2 separate regions of the Mus musculus genome follow, and region 1 is linked to region 2. Evidence: chromatin contacts called from public promoter capture Hi-C data. All regions are on one chromosome and are shown on one strand. The core of a region is the stretch at or near the end of the contact, and the rest is flanking DNA. Distances in the headings are between cores, read along the strand shown. Region 1 holds the start of Klk11 (kallikrein related-peptidase 11). Region 2 holds the start of Zfp619 (zinc finger protein 619).

Region 1 (3,122 bases), core at 30-2,529, 4.3 Mb before region 2:
TCTTTGTTGGGGAGGCTGTTGTTGAAGTCGGGGTGGGGGAAGGACTCAGTGGCCATCCGCCTCTGCTCACAGCCGTCTGTCTTCTCTAGATTGTGCTCTCCAAGGAGGATCACGTAATGGCTGAGGTGGGAGAGATGTGGTCAGAGGTAGAAAGGTAGGGGGACAGGGCAGGGGTGGGGAGGGAGAGATGATGAATTGTGCCTTGTGAACACCCAGACCCATCTACCATCACTCGCTCCTTCATCCTCATCCTGACTAAGGCCATCATCTATTCTAAGACCACCTCATTCCTTTGTCATCAACTCAACTAGATCCCCATCATACAAACTAATGCCACTCCATCCCCAAACCCTCTATCTTCATACCAACCAGGCCTCCGTCATACACACTAATGCTACTTTACCCTCTCCAGTCTGATCATCCATGCTAACACCACACCATCCCCAACCCCTCCACCCACTGCTGCCACCCCCACACGTTCTCTCTGGACCCAGCCCCTCTCTCCATTCATCTCTCCATCTCCAGCCCCCTCCCAGCCCCGCCCAGCCCCGCCCCAGCCCCCGCACCCACGGCTTGCGGCAGTGGGCTGCTGTCAGGAGCCATTTGGGGGCGATGAGGGTTGCCCCACAGAGAAGCCGTGTCTTCTGAAAGAGGGCCACCTGCCATGGCTGTGAGTGAGGCCTGCACTCATAACCCTTGATGATCCTCGTCTCTCCCCCTACGTGCCCTGAAGGGGGCAAAAGATGAAGTACAAGCATAAGAGGGGGTAGGCTGGTAGAGAGACCCCAGAAATGAAAGTAAGCAAAAGAATAGCTGTTCTCATTCTTAGCTGTCACGTGCTGGCATAAGACTATACTTCCAGGTCATTAGTGGCTGTCCTAAGATTTTGAGGGGACCCAACCCCCACCCCCATTCCTCCTCTTAGTCCCACTTGATTATGCCTGGTATAGCTCAGACTACTTCATGGGGGTGATCTCCAAGCAGGTGTCACTGTAGCTGGGGGGCCTTAGAAGTAGAATAGGGAGCCCCCCTTCCCTCTAAGCCCCACCGTACCTGTTACCAGAGCAAGTGCAATGAGTCGGAGAATCATCCTGGCCTGGAGTAGGGCAGGGCGGGCGCCAGGTTCCCCTGGGGACAAGGAGGGAGGTCTAATCACTTTAAGAGGCGATCAGAATGCTGGCTTTTGGGTTTTCTTCTTTCCTTCACCTGTTGGGTCTCTCTGCTTCTCTGACTACCTGCCTCCTTCCCCCAGGGGAACCTCCTGGTTCTCACACCAATCCCCAAGCCTGTAAGAAAAGCCTTGTGCTTCCAGAGTGGCTTGGATCTAGGCTAGCAGCTTCCTGGATATTGAGAACAACAAAACAGCTGGGAGGGGCTTTGTTGGGCAAGGCTCCTGGCTCACTCAGGTTGAGCTGCTCGGAGAAGGAAGACCCCGGGAGAAAATCTTAGAGAATATTTTTCTTTTTCTTTACATGAGAACCTGGCTTGTTCCACAACTGGGAGCCCCACAACTGGGAAGACAAGGGGGAAGGGGCTAACTACTGGGTAAGGACCTCATTTTTGATGTCCCAACATGTAGAATATTAGGGACCTGTGAGGTCTGTCCACAACCAGTGAAGTCTCTCCCTCCACCTTGCTGAACTCCAGTGAAGGACAGCTGGACTGGGCTGGGTGTGGTTGGCTAAGGGACAGCTGGTGCCTACAGCTGCCCTGGCTGGCGGGGGTGGGAGAGAAGGGCAGGACGAAGCCACCTGAGGGGACGGACTGGACGGAGGTCACTGAGTTTGGGGGCAGCAGTTTAGAGGTGAGAGATACAGAGGGAAGCAGAGTGTGGCTTCAAGTCCCTCCCCATCTTCCAAGGACATCTTCAAGAGGGGGAAAATGCATGCTGGGACAGAAGAGGCCTAGCTTCTAGGATGGCAGTCTTCTGGAATGGGTGGGGGTGGGGGTGGGGGTGGGGATGAGGGTGGGGGTGGGAGAACCTTCCCTTCTCTCCTGGATTCATTCCTGGGCTCTGGGGATGGGAACTCTAAAGGGTGCGGTTGACACTGCAGCAGGCTGGGTCTGAGCACCTGGGGAGAAGGCAGGCAGGCAGGCAGGCAGAGGGCTTGGCCTCCGGAAGGGGGGCCGCTGGGATGACTGGGCTTCTAATCCTGCCTTATTGCCCTGGGAGAGAGCTGTGTGTGGGCCCTCCCAAGGCAGCCTTGGGGTCTGGGAGACAAGATATCACTTGTCTGAGCCCCTCTTCTCCCTGTGGTCTCCTCTTCTTGTAGGTATACCCTTTTTTTTTCCAGCAGGTCTCAGAGTCTCGGGCCCCCACATCCCTCTCTCCCCTCTGTGTGTGTGATTTTGGTCTCTGCCTCTAGGCTTCTGTCCCTGCTTGTCTTTGGATCCTTGTTTCCTCTTGTCACAGCTTTTTGTCCCTACAACCCCTTTCTAGGCCTCCCATTGTGCCTGTCTCTGTCTCCTCTCTAAGGCCTCCATTGCTCTCTCTCCTCCTGTGGGCCTCTCCCTTCTCACAGCCTAGGCCCAGCGGGCCCCTTGGCCTCCTTTGGGCCCTCCCTTCTCCTTTCCAAAGAGGGGGGAATCTGGGGCGTCATAGAGGTGGGGCTGCTTGCCTGGTGAAGGGGCAGGGACAGGACGGTGGGGGAGGCAGGTCAGGGCCTGTGACAGCCATGGCTCAAGAAAGGAGAGAGAAACCTCAGCGGGTGTGCCAGGAGCCCCAGGGCTCCTATGTGGGCCTCCTTTCTCTGCTGACCCTTCCCCGGCCCCCCTGGTCTTCACTGCCCAGGCCTCCGGCACTTACTGGTTTCTGTAGATAATTTCCAGTCACTCTTCAGCCTCCTCATTAGATAGCTTCAGGTTTGAAGCCTCAGTTCTCCTAGCTTATGTTTTCATTTAGATTTTTCTTCCATGGGCCTCCTTCGCCTTACTTCCCTAGTCAGATGTGGGACAAGGCGGGGTAGGCCCAGGCTCTGCCAGCAGCCTACTGTGGCCTCAAACCCTACGGGCTCTGCCTCTTCCTACCCAGGTGACGTGGGACAGGTGACTCCACCCCAGGGAAGCTCAGTTCTCTACTCTGTGACATGGGGGTGCCGGCCCTGCCTTGGGGTGGAGTGGGG
Region 2 (3,318 bases), core at 466-2,965:
CACAATCTAAAAAAGAAGTTCTAGCTACTTAATAACAAATCTAATTCTATCGGTTGTATGCAAAGTCTAAAGCAGTGGTTCCCAACCTTCCTAGTGCTGCAACCCTTTGACACAGTTCTTCGTGTTGTGGTGACCCCCAACTGTAAAATTATTTTGTTGCTACTTCATAACCGTAATTTTGTTACTTGTATGAGTCATAATGTAAATATCTGATATGTAGCATGTGTGATATAAGACCCCTGGGTCTTTTGACCTCGCAAAGTGAAATTGAACACAGGATGAGAAAACTGCAGTGTTAAAGAGAAAGCTAAGTGGTTAAGAAATCTTGTTCTAGCAAGGGATTCCCCATTGGGTTCTCAGCACCCGTGGGGTTCACAAACATCAACTCAAGCTCAAGGGACTTACCGCCATCTTCTCCCCTCCGAGGGAACTAGGCATTATGTAATATGCATACAAAACATTCAAACATATAAAATACATAAATCTTAAAAATAAAGATTGTGCGGGAAGGGAAAACACATGAGACTGGTAAGTAGCACAGTTGGTATAGAGCCTTCTGAGGAGCAGGAAGAAGCCTTGGGTTCCTTTTGAAGCACTACATAAAGACAGAAATGGCTGACACATATCTTTAGTCTTTAATCGGGTGGTATTGCAGGTCTAGTTTCTCTGCGTTATCTTTAAGAGGTTCCGTACTTCGAGTTTCTTTCACTTTTTGAATTACACTCACTCTTGCGGTGAGTGAAAAAAGAAAGATCAGAAGTTCAAAGTTAACCCTCGGTAACACAGCGAGTTTAAGCATAGACTGAGTCATGAGTGTCTATCTCTAAAGAAAACAGTCAGCACACTAGAATAGGTCACACACACACACACACACACACACACACACACACGCGCGCGCGCGCACTATCATCTGACTGTAAAACTTTGTTTAAACTACAATAATAAAAGCAATCTACTCTGGAGAATGTTCTCAGCCCAGCATCTTTAATCAAAGCATTCCGGAGGCAGAGGCAGGATATCTGTGAGTGCATGCAAGGCCAGCCTGGTCTACAAAGAGAGCTCCGGAGGGAGCCAGGACTTCGTAGAGAGACCCTATTTCAAAAGCCAAAACAAATGTCCTATTTCACAATAAAAAGATAAAGAGAAAATTAGGAAATAAAGGTAAAAGAATACAGTTAGCTGTTTTTGACAAAGAAACAAAGAAAACTCAAGGAATTCCCTTCATTAATAAATATTAGTGAGCCACCTTAACATCTATATGTAAGAAATTAATAAAGGACTTTATAACTGTCACGAAAATTAACTCTAAGTGTATTCTAAACCTAAATAATGAAATGCGAAGTACAGAACCTCTTAAAGATAACTGAGACGAACTGGACTCACAACACTGCCTAAGAGCCCGTAACAAAGTGACGTCACCCGAAAAGGCGAGAGGGGCGGAGCCTCCTGCCACCGCGCTCTGCGCTCTACGCAAGCGCGGCCCGAGGGGCGGAGCTGACCAGAGCCGGGGCCCAGAACAGCGCTTCCGCTCCAGCCGCAAGGAGGCTCCACCAGACGGCCTCCCGGGGCTCAGCCCGCCTCTCCTCCCCGTCTGAGGACAGCAGCCCCTTGCTCACCATGGCGCGGCTTCCGATCTCGACTGCACTCTCCCCACAGGTCCTGGCAGCGGAGCTCGCAAGCGCGGCTCAAGTGGCACCTCGCTCAGCCTTAAAGGGGAACCCGGAGCATGGCGGCGAAAAACCCGCCTCTCGCCGCTCGGCAGCGCCCTTTATTGGACAGCTGGTCTGGCTGCTCTGAATGGCTAGCAAGGCCGGAGTGACAGGAGAGAGTGGAAGCGAAGAGACAAAGGCAGCCCAGCGGGTCCTTGTGGCCCGTGGCTTGTCCCCCGAGTACACACGTGAAGGAGTTTTCCTTTTAGGAACTTACTCCTGCCTTCCAGAGCTGGACCTGCCGTCTAGAGTCGTGCGTTCGCACTGTCCACTACACGCAATGGCTAGTATAGGGATCGCCGTGAATTTTTATACAAAAGGTTAATTTAAAAATTTTAATTGCATGTATTTAGTTAAAAGAAAAGTGTGGCAGAAGAACATGTGTCCCACAGAGCATGAGTGGAAGTTAAAGGGCAATTAGCTAGAGTTGATGGCCCCTTTGCACCTTATGGGTCCTGGGGATCGAACTCAATTCATAGGGTTTAGAAGCAAGCACCTTTACTCGCTGAGCCATTTCGCTTTTCCAAAAGTTGATTAAAAAAAAAAATTTAAGCGCAACTGTTATTTACTTTTGAAAGGGAGGTGGGGATAAAGAGACTGCCAAATTTAGAGACCAGTCTAGCTAGGTCCTGTAATCCCAGTACATGGGAGGCTGAGGCAGGAAAATCAGGCATCTGACAAGGCTACAGACTGGATTCAAGGCCAGTCTCAGAACAGAAACACACACAACACAGAAACACTCTGTAATACAATGCTTCCATAGCATGGTTGAAACCAGAGGTTGAATCTTGGGTACCCACCTCAAACTTGAAGGCAAAAAACTAATTACAGAAATAAATAAAAGGGCTGGAGGATAGGAGGTTAAAGAGTGTGTATTGCTCTTCCAGAGAACCTTAGTTCTCTTCCCAAGCTCACACATCTGTCAACTCACAACTGCCTGTAAATTCAGTTTCAGAGGAACTCATGCCTTCTACTTTTGCCCATGAAATAAAATGAAATCTAATAAGATACTTATCAATTGATACTGAGAGGTAAGAATGTGGGTTCATGGGCTGTGATGGCGCATCCCTTTAATCCCAGCGTTCCTGAGGCAGAGGCAGGTGGATCTCTGTGAGTACAAGGCCAACTTGGTTTATTTCAGCTGCCAACAAACTAATGCCAAGAAAATGAAGCTGGGCTTGGGGGCAAGGGACTGTAACCTCAGAACTTCAAAGACTGAGGCAGAGCTGGCCTGAGCTATGGAAATACCCTAAACTAAAATTGTTCAAACATCTCAAACATACTCCACCTATCATATAATAAGCACTTGATAAATGTCTACAGAAAGTAAATTTTAAGTATCAAAAAAAAATTGTAAATACCCAGGAAGCTCCCAGAGACTGAACCAGGAGCATACGTGGGCCGACTCGAGGCCCCTGGCACATATATAGCAGATATATATTCCCAGTGGGAGAAAATGTGCTTAATCCTCAAGAGACTTGAGGCCCCAGGGAAGAGGGAGGCTTGGTTGGTGGGGGGAGCACACTTGTGGAGACAAGGAGGAGGAGGAATGGGATGAGGAACTGTGGGGAAGGGCATGGGGGGGGGTGACTGGAACGTAAATAAATAA

Evidence for each region. Promoter capture Hi-C pulls out the DNA fragments that hold promoters and counts their contacts.
Region 1: a contact with region 2 is called in a promoter capture Hi-C map of liver, with 4 times the contacts expected there. The contact joins the promoter of Klk11 here to the promoter of Zfp619 in region 2. A contact is called at or near these places in 2 of 39 promoter capture datasets (cranial neural crest and liver).

Annotation. Positions count from the first base shown.
Region 1 is chr7:43,774,486-43,777,607 of GRCm38.p6, reverse strand. Klk11 (kallikrein related-peptidase 11) reads right to left here and starts at 1,279. Exons shown (of 5, transcript NM_019974.2): 1 at 1,054-1,279; 2 at 571-727; 3 at 1-120. The coding sequence starts at 1,090.
Region 2 is chr7:39,516,163-39,519,480 of GRCm38.p6, reverse strand. Zfp619 (zinc finger protein 619) reads right to left here and starts at 1,715. Exons shown (of 4, transcript NM_001004139.2): 1 at 1,617-1,715. The coding sequence starts at 1,619.